2 separate regions of the Sus scrofa genome follow, and region 1 is linked to region 2. A link is a contact called in public HiChIP or PLAC-seq data. All regions are on one chromosome and are shown on one strand. Each heading gives the region's core, a stretch centred on a gene start, on an enhancer-like site or on the middle of the called end of the contact. The rest is flanking DNA. Distances are from core to core; before and after follow the strand shown. Region 1 has its middle 110 kb from the start of RASGRP1. Region 2 overlaps EIF2AK4 (eIF-2-alpha kinase GCN2).

The links. HiChIP or PLAC-seq counts read pairs in DNA pulled down with a chosen protein or histone mark.
Region 1: a contact with region 2 is called in an H3K27ac HiChIP or PLAC-seq map of alveolar macrophages. The contact joins two enhancer-like sites.

What each region holds. Positions count from the first base shown.
Region 1 is chr1:132,586,676-132,592,658 of Sscrofa11.1, reverse strand. No RefSeq gene overlaps it. Among named protein-coding and RNA genes, the nearest start is that of RASGRP1, 110 kb to the left of the region's middle. Within about 2 kb of position 3,053, at least 16 of the 83 cell types and tissues checked have an H3K27ac peak or open chromatin away from gene starts, as enhancers often do. A contact at or near this core is called in alveolar macrophages, where this site is marked.
Region 2 is chr1:131,246,801-131,252,511 of Sscrofa11.1, reverse strand. EIF2AK4 (eIF-2-alpha kinase GCN2) reads left to right here. Exons shown (of 38, transcript XR_002345552.1): 34 at 2,162-2,259; 35 at 3,762-3,830; 36 at 4,298-4,342. It overlaps SRP14 (signal recognition particle 14 kDa protein), which reads right to left. Exons shown (of 5, transcript XM_003121602.6): 5 at 4,819-5,711. Among named protein-coding and RNA genes, the nearest start is that of SRP14, 8.1 kb to the right of the region's middle. Within about 2 kb of position 2,256, at least 2 of the 83 cell types and tissues checked have an H3K27ac peak or open chromatin away from gene starts, as enhancers often do. A contact at or near this core is called in alveolar macrophages, where this site is marked.

The DNA of each region.
Region 1 (5,983 bases), core at 1,804-4,303, 1.3 Mb before region 2:
TTTTTTTAAGGGTGCACGTGCGTATGGAAATTCTTGGGCTAGGGGTTGAATCCAGCCTATACCACAGCCACAGCAATGCTGGATCCGAGCTGCATCTGCGACCTACGCTGCAGCTTGAGGCAATGCCAGATCCTTAACCTATTGAGCAAGGCTGGGGATGAAAAACCTGCGTCCTCGCAGACACTGTGTTGGGTTCTTCATCTCTGAGCCACAACGGGAGCTCCTATAGGCTGCCTTGGAGTTGGGCATGACTTGCCTCAGCTCTGCCACTTCCGTATGACCCTATCATGTAGGATGCTCTCAGCAACAAGGAATGAAAATGCCAACTCAACCTTCATTAACTCAGAAAGTCCAGAGAGAGGGCGGTTCCCAAAGTGGTTGTGGCTCCTGATAGTTACTTCTCACACTTGGGACACTCTTGTGAGTCTGCTGACTTGAAGATGTTCTGAAGCTGCAGTGACTTTGCTCCCAGAGGTCTTCATGGAAGCTCTCTGGAAATAAGATCTTCCCACAGGGTTTCCAGCCTGGGCTTGGAGGGTCCTCATTACTTGATGCTTCAGCCCTCGTCCTGGCTGGGGTGGGAGGAACCCAACACAGCCTTATGCTTGATCTGGATTGTTCCACAGGACACCCAAGCCTTGCTGCCTGGTCCTGCTCTCTCTGCCAGAGTCCACCCTTGGGGAGGGCCTCCCCGGAGTCCAGTTATTTGCTTTATCCCTCAAGTCTGACCCCCAAGGGCATACCAGTCCATCCAAGTCATTCATCTGAATATGCCTTTTTTTTTTTTTTTTTTTTTCCAGGGCTGCACCCACAACATATGGAAGTTCCTGGGCTGGGGTCAAAATGGAGCGGCAGCTGCCGGCCTACGCCACAGTCATAGCAATGCAGGATCTGAGCCTCATCGGTGACCCACACCACAGCTCATGGTAACACTGGATCCTTAACCACATTGAGCAAGGCCAGGGATCAAACCCCCATCCTCATGGATACTAGTTAGGCTTCTTACTGCTGAGCCAAAGTGGGAACTCCTGAATACGCCTTTTGACATTTCCTTCTACAAATGTCAGCTGCCAACTCTGTGCCAGGCACCATCTGAGGCCCTGGGAACACAGCAGTGAACAGGATGGCCAGTGCTCTGCTTCCATGAAGCTCACAGCTTGTGGGGTGACACGAGGCAGGAAATAAGCAAACCAGAGTAAATCGTGCCTGACAGCATAAGAAGAAACAGAGGATGGTGAGATGGCAAAAGCTTGGGGTGGGTGGCTGCTTCTGAGAGGGCATCAGGGAAGGCCTGAGGGGAGATGGTTGAGCTGAGACCTGAACGAGAAGAGTGACCCACCTATCTAGAGAGCCAGGGAAGAATGTTCCAGACAGACTGTAGGAAAGGCCTCTGAGGTAAGAACAGACTCAGGCTGTGGGAAGAAGAGACAGAAGGCGAATGGGCTAGAGTATAGGGGTCAGGCGCCAAGCTTGTTCCAAGGGTACATGTGGGGTGTAACTCATCTCAGGACATAAATGGACACCTGTGTTCAAGACTCATAAAAGGTGATGGGACAGCTGAGAAATTTCCCAGGTGTTCTGTGCCAGGAGCCTTGCCTTCCCAGAACATGTGAGACTCTCTCAGGAACAATGTTACCTAACTACCTGCCCACCTAAACATCTCACCTTCCATCTTTCAGTGTCACTCTGGGTCTAGTTCATTAGAAATCAATTGTCCTTTGCAGTCCTTTATATATGAATCTCTATCCCCATGACAGTACGAGAGACTTTCCCCCTGCTGAGAACTGACTTACATCCTCAGGTGACAAGAGCTGGTGGCACAACATGTCTGTATATCCCTGGATGGGGCACAACACAGCAGATACTCCCAGCCAACGCCTTCTTTCCTGAGTTGAAGATCTTCTGCAACCTGTGACTTTATTTTTGCTATCATTTTGTGCACTCAAGATGACTAGCCTGTATTCCCGGTGAAGAGACTGGATCCATGACCTGGGCTCACCACAGTGAGAAGGAAGAGAGGATTTGCCACTATTCCCCAAATGTCAGGTGGTTGACATGATGTCTGCAGCTTTGTAGCCAAAACTTGGGGGCAAATCTCTCTCGTTCTGATGGTGACGAGGCCTATGATCCCTCTTATGTGAGAGCTTGTCATATAGTTGAACTATTAACTTATTTATGAATGCACCCAAGCTGAAATGGGGGAAGCTGGTAGGACATGTAAAGGTGCCCACGTATTGGGTATTTTGAGTAGGTGCAGAGTTTTCTAGGGATGTTTCACAAAGTAGATCAGGAGCAAGGAGAGAATTATGTGACTTAAATAATAGAAGCCACATCTACCTGTAATCAGCAATTGGAGACTCCGCAGGGTCAAATAACCTTGTCCCTTGCTAGCAATAAGCAGCAGTAGAGTCCTCTGCCAGTCTTTGTTCTTAGAGTTAAGTGTGCATGTGATTAGAGACACTGACAATTCTGGTCACTGCAGTGGTGCTCTTTGAGGGCAGATCTGAGAGGAAAGCCCCCTCCTAGGCTTAGCTGTAGGCCAACACCCTTAAGCAGAAACGCAGGGGGCATATGTTCCCTGTAAGAGCTGCCAGAGTAATTCAGGTCTGGGGTGGGCTGGGGGGGCCCTTTAGAGTAAGACTTGTCTTCCAAGCCACAGAGCTATCGTCTGGAGCTAGTTAGCTGCTGATCAGTTTCCTTCCTGCTATCAACTGGTTTTGTATCACTCAGGGCTATTGTCAGTGACTTAGCCCTGGAGAGGCATATAGAAAAGATAAAATGAGGAATGTTTTGGCATCACCACCAAAACAGCTTCCCCACCAGCAAGTTTGAAGTGTCAGAGGAAGATGTGACCACCACTGGTGTTTTGGGTTTTGTGGCATGAGTAGTAAGAGCCCTTTAAATGAGGGGTACTGAACACCCCTCCCCAGCAGTCTGGCTGGCCAGACTGTAGGGCTGTGAGGTGGACTGTGTGTGCAGGAAGGATGCTAGTTGTCAGGGCCTGGCTCCCAGACACGGCCTCTAGAGCAGAGGAAGGCAAGATGAACCTGAGGTGCTATTGGCCAAATGCAAGCCAGTGCTTGTTGGACCAGGCTGATGCCTCCTTTCCTGGTTTATTCATTACCTTCATCTTTCATGCCCTGGCTTTGGAAGCCGTACACTCTGCTGGATGCACAGCTGTGCAGTGTGCCCCTGGGTTCCAGCCAGCCCAGTAAGGCCCAGGGATGGAGGTCGGGCTGATCAGGAGGCTGGTCTGCCTGGGGCTCTGCTGGGGGCTGTGGCCTCCCGGCTGAGAGCTAACCACTGTGCTGACTCACCATGACTGTGGTTGAGAAACAAACCAGCAAGTCAGTGGCTCCCATGAGCTCAGGAGCCGTGAAATATAGGCCAGGGAGCCTCAGCCGGAAGGGGCTTCAGTTAGTAAGAAACCAACGTTTTTGCCTTCTCGCCATATTCTGATGTGGAGTTACAAAGGGCCCTGGAGGACCCTGGGCATTTCCCTCTCTTGTCCCTTGGGGGACCGTGAAACCACATCAGGAAATAGGCGAAAGGGTGGGAACAGCATTTGTGTCCAGGCCTTTCTTGGTCTTTCTGCTGTGGCCAAACCTGCTAGGCTCTTTAGCTTCCCTGAGAATTGCAATGACCTCTTCAGAGACCTTGAGCACACTCCAGACCAGGGTGAGTGCTGGTGAGCCAAGGGAGTGAGAGGATGGTGCATGAGTGGATGGTGGGTAGAGTTCATATTGGATTTTGTGTAAATGGTGCTCCCTGAACTACTGCAAAGGACAGATGTCCCTGTGTGCCGCCCCTCCCCTCCACTTCCCACCGCAGCCTAACGCCCCTGATAATGGCATTTTAAACCAGCAGGTAGCCCTGGTCCTGCTATAAAGTAATTCTCGTTGACTGTATAATGGTGTGGAAGACACAATGACAGGTCTCCAAAGATGTTCACATCCTGATCCCCAGATCCTGCACATATGTTACCTTACTCAGCAGGTGTGGTTAGCACATTGGACCTTGTGCTGGAGAGGTTATTCTGGATTATCGAGTGGACTATTCTAACCATGCGAGTCTGTAAAAGCAGGAGACCTTCCCTGGGAGTGCCCAGAGAGAGAAACGTGAGCGTGGAGAAGGCCAAAGAGAAGCTGTGAGAAGGATTTGATGCCTCGCTGGTGCTGAGATACAAGGGGAGGCATGAATGACCAGCAAGAGCCCTCTGAGAGCTCAGGGAGACCTGAGCTGACAGCTGGCAAGGAAATGAGGACCTCAGTCCCACACCCCCCAGAAACTGCCGACACCTGGACCAGCAAAGAAATGGACTCTCCCTCAGAACCTCCACAAAGGAACGCAACCATGCTGACACCTCGATTGCCCCATGAGCTTTGTGGGATCTGGCCCACAGAACTCGGACCAAAAAAAATCTGTGTTTGAAGCTGCTAAAGTTATGGTAATTTATTATGGCAGGAGCGGAAAACTAACACAAATGGCTACAAAGTGTAATGCATTTAATTAATTTATTTATTGTCTTTTTTAGGGCCACACCCACAGCATTTGGAAATTCCCAGGCTAGGGGTTGAATCAGAGCTGCAACCTCCAGCCGCAGCCACAGCCACAGCCACAGTCACATGGGATTCGAGCAGCATCTGTGACCTATATCACAGCTCACTGCAACGCCGGATCCCTAACTCACTGAGCGAGGCCAGGGATCCAACCCGAGTCCGCATGGATCCTGGTCAGGTTCAGTACCACTGAGCCACAAGGAGAACTCCCATGGAATGCATTTTATAACTGAGTATAATTTTCTTGCCTTTGGCATCCTGATTTCCTTGGTAGCTCTCAGTGGTGGGGAAGTCCGTTTTCACGGCTGGCTGTTTTCTGGGAGAGGGAAGGCATGTGCTTCCTGGCACATCGGAGTTTACTTCTCTGCTGCTGCTGATGCTGGCCTCGCCTCTGGCCTGGCCCCTGGTAGAGATTCTGCTAGAGGCCGGCCTTTTCAGGAAGCACAAAGGACCTCCTACTGCTTCCTCTCATTTCTGCGGCTTCTGAGAAGCAGCCCCTGGCCCCTCGCCCCTGGCAGGGGGTCCACACCCAGCCCACATGCTCCTCTTCTCTTTATCCAAATGTCCTCTTGGGGCTGGCAAGTTGGCTCAGGTTCCAGTTAAGGCCTCCAGACCACATGTGACCATTACAAGGCTTGACTCTAGGGAGCCTGGAAGTGGGCTCCGGGCTCTCCTATCTTACCGTGCCACGTCTTCTCCCCACTGGCCCCTCTCCAGGCAGAGGTGTCTCACGGGGCTGCCTAGGAAACTCCAGTTGGGGCAGAGCATACGAACTCTCTTCCCCTCAGGAGCTCTGTGGGGTGTCCTGCTTATTTCCTTCCTTCTTCCTACCCCACTCAGGACAAGGCTTGAGGGTTGTTGGTGGTGATGATGAGGATGGCAGGGGAGAAGCTACCTGCCCCTTCCTATTTTTTTTTTTTTTTTTGGCCATGCCCAATGGATGTGGAAGATCAAACCTGCACCCCAGCAGTAACAACACTGGATCCTTAACCTGCTGTTTAGCTCTTAAGCTTCTCTCTCCCTCTCCTTGTTAGTCCCTTTTACAGCTCACATGCCAGCAGGGAAAAAAGGAAAGAAGCTGTTCCTGTTCATATAGCCTGTAATCCTTAGTGGTCATTAACTCACAGCTGGGGCAGTGTCCTCTGAATCTAGCAGTTTGTGTTCAGCTTCGAGTGCCTTCTTCCTTCGCAGTTTTTGTGGGGCTGGGAGCAGAGAAAAAGAAATAACAGATGATTTGATTCTTCAGGTTCTGTGTGCAAAAGTCAAAACCCTACCACAAGCTTGTGAGTGGATGTGGGGTCTGAACAACCAGGACGTCAACAGGACAGCTGCCCAGGAGGTCTGTCTCCTCAGGCCCATCTAAGCTCTCCAGGCCTCACTTCCCATGGGCTGCTGTTTCCCTATTCTAGGCCAGAAAGAATGTG
Region 2 (5,711 bases), core at 1,007-3,506:
CCATGTCAGTGGTGCCAAGACTGAGAAATCTTGGCTTATATAAAATAAATGTCCTTGCTAGCTTCTCCCTCCCTGGCCCCTACCGGTGCCCCTCTGCACCTAGCTTGAATAAATTCACCATTAGGATTTTTTTAAGGGAATATGTTCTTGAAGTCACCAGGTATTACAATTAAGGATCCAAATCAAAGGCAGAGAAAACAAAAAATAGTCAACTAATAGTGACTATTAGTACAGACAAACATTAAGACACTTAAATGGCTAGATGGGCTTTAGTTTGAGCAGGGAAAGGTTTAAAGTTGTTCCTCCATGTGAATGATTATTCCCCTTTTTTCCCAAGATAGAGTGCCATTGTGTCTCTCAAAGGCTATAAATTAATTCAGTCTTTGAAAAAACATCCATTCACAGCTTTTGAAAGAATCTCATTTACTAAACATTCTCCTGTGGGTGATCTCCAGGGCTGCTGCCATAATGAAGGTGGGGCATTGCTTATGTTTCCTTGTATTATAAGGGGAGCAGAAAGAGCACCATTATATTTCATTGAAATTAGCTTTTTATGTTGAGCCAGAATTTCAAACCCAGCTGAATAAATGAGAATGTTAGAATGTTAATTTGAAATGACATCCTTTATCATTTTTATTTGCTCTTAACCAAAGCATAATTGAGTGCAAATTTTTTGGTTTTGTTATTCCTCCACTAATAACCAAAAGTTATTAAATATTTTTATACTTAATAGAAAAAAAGCCTCCAAGTATAGCTCACTATAAATCATCTGTGTTGCTTTTGTCTCATTGACTGTTTATTCTAATTGTTTTTGTTTGCTTGTTTTTAGAGAAGGTTCCGATAATCTTGCAGTACAAAGTCTGAAGGGGTCATTTTCTAATGCTTCAGGTATAATTACTAATTGTAATCTAAACATAACAATGCTTGTGTGCATTTGCTCTAAATACTTAGGACTGTGGCTAAGTCACCGCATCAGAAATATATTTTTCACTAGAATAGATTTACAAGGAGATCCTGCTGAATAGCATTGAGAACTATGTCTAGATACTCATGTTGCAACAGAAGAAAGGGTGGGGGAAAAACTGTAATTGCAATGTATACATGTAAGGATAACCTGACCCCCTTGCTGTACAGTGGGAAAATAAAAAAAAAAAAAGAAATATATATTTTTAAGTAACATATATACAATTAATTTTACCAAACTGAATTCATCCCTATGCTTTGAAACCCACATCTTAGAAAATGAAACCACTGGGAATTTGGCAACTCTTCCGATCCTGATATAGCTCTGTCTTCCTGTCTTATTTTTTACAAGTGGTTTAATCTCCCTTCAATTCAGTTTATTGTATAGATCAAATGTGGATAAATTTTCCCCATCCAGAAGATTGAAGACAAGTATTTTGAAATGCCTTATGGAAAGGCACTATATACGTTTGTTTTCAAGAAAGCCAAGAGGGAACAGTAGTGATAGTTACACCTTTAGTTTCACATCTGTCAACCTGATTGAAAATGTTCCCAATGAAGAACAGGAAGACATATTTGGCTTTAAAAGAATTGGGTCTTTTGGGTCCATTTCTGTTAGCACTGACTTCCTGTTACCATCAGATTTCAAATCTTTTGAGGAATTTAAATAAGTATTAGAGTCTGGGGCATATTAAGTTTGATTTCTTTTCCCTTAGGTTCATGAGGTTTGACTCATAATGCTTCCCCTATGCCTGTCACCTCCCACCTATGGAGAGAAGGCTGGTGATCTTGACAGAAGCTTCAAAACAGCTGAGGGTGATGGGTGGAGTTCTGGGCTTCTTAGCAAGTGAAGGCAGTTGCAGAGATAGAAAACAAGGCTCAGATAGAATCTAGTCCATAGAATCACCCTCCAGTGTTTTCTAATCATCGCTGTCATCTTTGTGGTGTGTTACAGAAAGTGAGACCACAGTGGGTTAAAGATCTGGCGTTGCCGTGAGCTGTGGTGTAGGTTGCAGACGCGGCTCGGTTCCTGCGTTGCTGTGGCTCTGGCGTAGGCTGGCTACAGCTCCGATTAGGCCACTAGCCTGGGAACTCCATATGCCGCAAGAGCGGCCCAATAAATGGCAAAAAGAAAAAAAACAAAAAAAAAAACAAAGTGAGACCATATAAGGCCATAAGTTCTAAAACTCTCTTTCAGGTTTGTTTGAAATCCATGGAGCAACAGTTGTTCCCATTGTGAGCGTGGTAGCCCCAGAGAAGCTGTCAGCCAGCACTAGGAGGCGATATGAAACCCAGGTACGTGGTCAGTTTCCTCAGCTTTCTAATGTGAGCTACAGAGGAAGAAAACAGGAAAGGGAAAGAAGAAGCAGTTTCCTGGAAATGTTTTTCTTCCCACTTCCTGGTGGCTTCTGAAAATTTCATCATCACAAAGCATCCCTGGTGCCAGGATTCTGCCCCGTTTGTCCTCCAAAGAGGCGTCAGTATACCCTGTAGGCACCTAAAAGCAGCTGTTGGTCAGAATTAGTGGATCTAAACAGAAACTTTCTGATCCGGCTCTAATTGCAGGTGGGGTTTGTTTTTGTTGTGAATAACAAGAGACATCTCTCAGAAAACTTGAGGCAGATTTCTCATTGCATACATGTTTCCGGTTTCCACCATTTACCTGAGTCTGTGCTAAGTGCCAGGTAAAACAGATTAAGATGTGATGTTGCCCCAGTCCTTGAAGAGTTTGCATCCTTAGAAGCATATGCATTATTGAGTTAGAGAATAGGAAGACATAAGTCATAGGATGCTGAATTAATGAGTGTTAGAGAGTGATATAGACATGAGAGAGAGACAGAGGTCAGCGTTTGCATGGGTGATCAAGAAAGACTACATGGAGGTGATCCCTGAAGGATTTAAACAGGCAGGGAGGAAAGAAGAGGGTATTTCAAATGGAAGGGAGGGCACAAAGGACAGTGCAGACAGGCTAATGAGCAGGGTTGTGACACTGGCCTCACTTGGGAAGAGGGTGTTAAAGAGATCAGTCATTATTTAGAAATGGGATTAGACTGAAATACAAAAGATCAGGTTACCTCATTATGTAAGCTTTCCTGGCTGGCTTCTCAGAATGTTGGGTGGAAACTCATTTTTCATTAACTTTCTAACATATTTCAGTTCTGTGTTCCCACTACTGTCACCTTCCTGTTTTTCTAAATTTAGCTTAGTACTAAAATCTCCCTGCTTCCACACGCACTATTTGACTGTATTGAGCATCTATTAGGTGTCATTTCAAAATTATAAATAAGCAGCTAGGTGGATTAGTTAACAAATGATCAAGATAGGCTATAAAATCTCATTTCCCCCAAGATCATAATAAGTTAGACAATCATCTTTCCGAATTGGATTAAAAACAAGTCCTTAGGTTATATATTTGGGATCCCTTCTAGGCTTTGGTTTGTCACCCATGACTGTTTCTTGGAATAAAAAATGAAATGGGGAGTTCCTGTCGTGGCGCAGTGGTTAACAAATCCGACTAGGAACCATGAGGTTGCGAGTTCGATCCTTGGCCTTGCTCAGTGGGTTAAGGATCCGGCATTGCCGTGAGCTGTGGTGTAGGGTGCAGATGCAGCTCGGATCCTACATTGCTGTGGCTCTGGCATAGGCTGGCAGCTACAGCTCTGATTCGACCCCTAGCCTGGGAACCTCCATATGCTGTGGGAGCGGCCCAAGAAATGGCAAAAAGAAAAAAAAAGAAATGGCAAGAAAGATGGTCACTTTAACAGATTCTGAATTCTGACACCTTTTCTTCTTGTCAGGTACAAACTCGACTTCAGACCTCCCTTGCCAACTTACATCAGAAAAGCAGTGAAATTGAAATTTTGGCTGTAAGTCACGTCCTTTAACAACAGTTTGAGGATGACTTTTGCTCTGCTATCAGAGTAGTTTCCTCAGAGGTCAGGGCTCTTTTGCTCAGCTTCAGCAACAACGGGATGCAAGCCTGTTACCACTGCTGTGAACCACGTGTAGTCTAAATCTGTAAAGAAGTGGGGAGAAAATGGGAGGTTTTTTGTTATTCCTACTTTCTTCCCCTGAAAGGTGGTGGGGGTGGGTAGTGAAAACGAAAATCATCATTTTCCTAAATGTTTCAGATAACAGTGTCAAACCTTCCAATGGAATGTGAGGAGACTGGGCATATTAGCTTACCAGGGCTGAGGTCTCATCTCTTAACCAGGGCCCAAAAGTAGCAAGGCAGCATCCCATTCACGTTGCTCCATCCAGAGTGACACCACAGTCTCAAGTCCATATGTGCTGCTAGGCTCCCTGACATGATGTACATTTTTGTGTATAACAGGTGGATCTACCCAAGGAAACAATCTTACAGTTTTTATCATTAGAGGTAAGCAAGACAAACTCCTCTACATGATGGCCTTTAAAAATCCCAAAGCTCTGCTGTCAATTTGTCTAAAGAAAATTGAAAATGTCATTTTCTTAGTGATAGTAGGTGTTTTTCTGGCAGTTCCAGGAATTTAGTAATAGTGTTCCTTTTATGTGATATATATATAACCAAATCAGATTTTGAGGGAATCATACTTTTCTAGTGATTTTCTTTTAAATCTCAGAGATGGATTCCGTCGTGGCAGTGGTTAAAATCGACTAGACATGAGTTGCGGTTCGGTCCTCTTCTCAGGGTAACGATCCAGCTTGCATGAGCTGTGTGTAGCTGCAGACGCGGCTCGGATCCCGTTGCTGTGGTCTGGAGTAGGGTGGTACAGCTCGATTCAACTAGCTGGAACTCATATGCCAGAGCGCCAAGAAATAGCAACAAAAAAAAAAAAAAAAAAAAAAAAAAAAAAAAAAAAAAAAAAAAAAAAAAAATCTCAGAGATGATTTTATTGTGTGTTAGGCTCTGGAAGGTCTTGTTCTAAGCATTTTACAAATATTAACTCATTTAATCATAACAACCCCAAGGGATACATATTATTACCTTTTTTACAGGTCTCCATTTTACAGATAAATGGAATCATTTTACATTTTGTGGAGAACAGAAGCAGAGAAGTTAAGTATCTTATTCAAAGTCACCCAACTAGGAAGCTGCAGAGCAAGGATTTCTTAACCACTATATTATTCTGCTTCAAACAAACTGTTCTAACCAGGGAAGCTCATTTGCAGAACTAGAACTACATGGAGATCTTTTTGTAAAAATTAAATTAATTTAGGTCCTTTATGCTTTTTTTTTTTTTTTACAGGTATACCCTTATTATCAGATAGCCTAATTGAACTTTTAAAAATCTTTATACTTACCTTTGCTATAAGAAAGTTTATAACCTAGAGGTGATTTTTACATGTCATACCAAAAAATACTTTCGTCTATCCAGAATGTGTAGTCACAGATTACATTAGATGAAAGACGAATTTTGCCCCAGAACTAACATTAAACACTACCATTTTCTGGGTCTTTTTAAAGTCATACTCTGTTTATATAAAATACTGGCCATATTCCCTGAGCTATATAATATACCCTTGTAGCTTCTTTTATAAGCTTACTCTCAGAGTTCCTGTTTGTGGCTCAGCAGATTAGGGACCCGACATCATTTTCTCTGTGAGAATGTGGGTTCGATCCCTGGCTTCATTCAGTGAGTTAAGGATCCACTGTTTCTACAAGCTGCAGCTCCAATTTGACCCTTGACCTGCGAACGTCCATATACTGCAGGTGCGGCTGTAAAAATTATTTAAAAAAAAAAAAAAAGGCTAACTCTCCGCCTTCC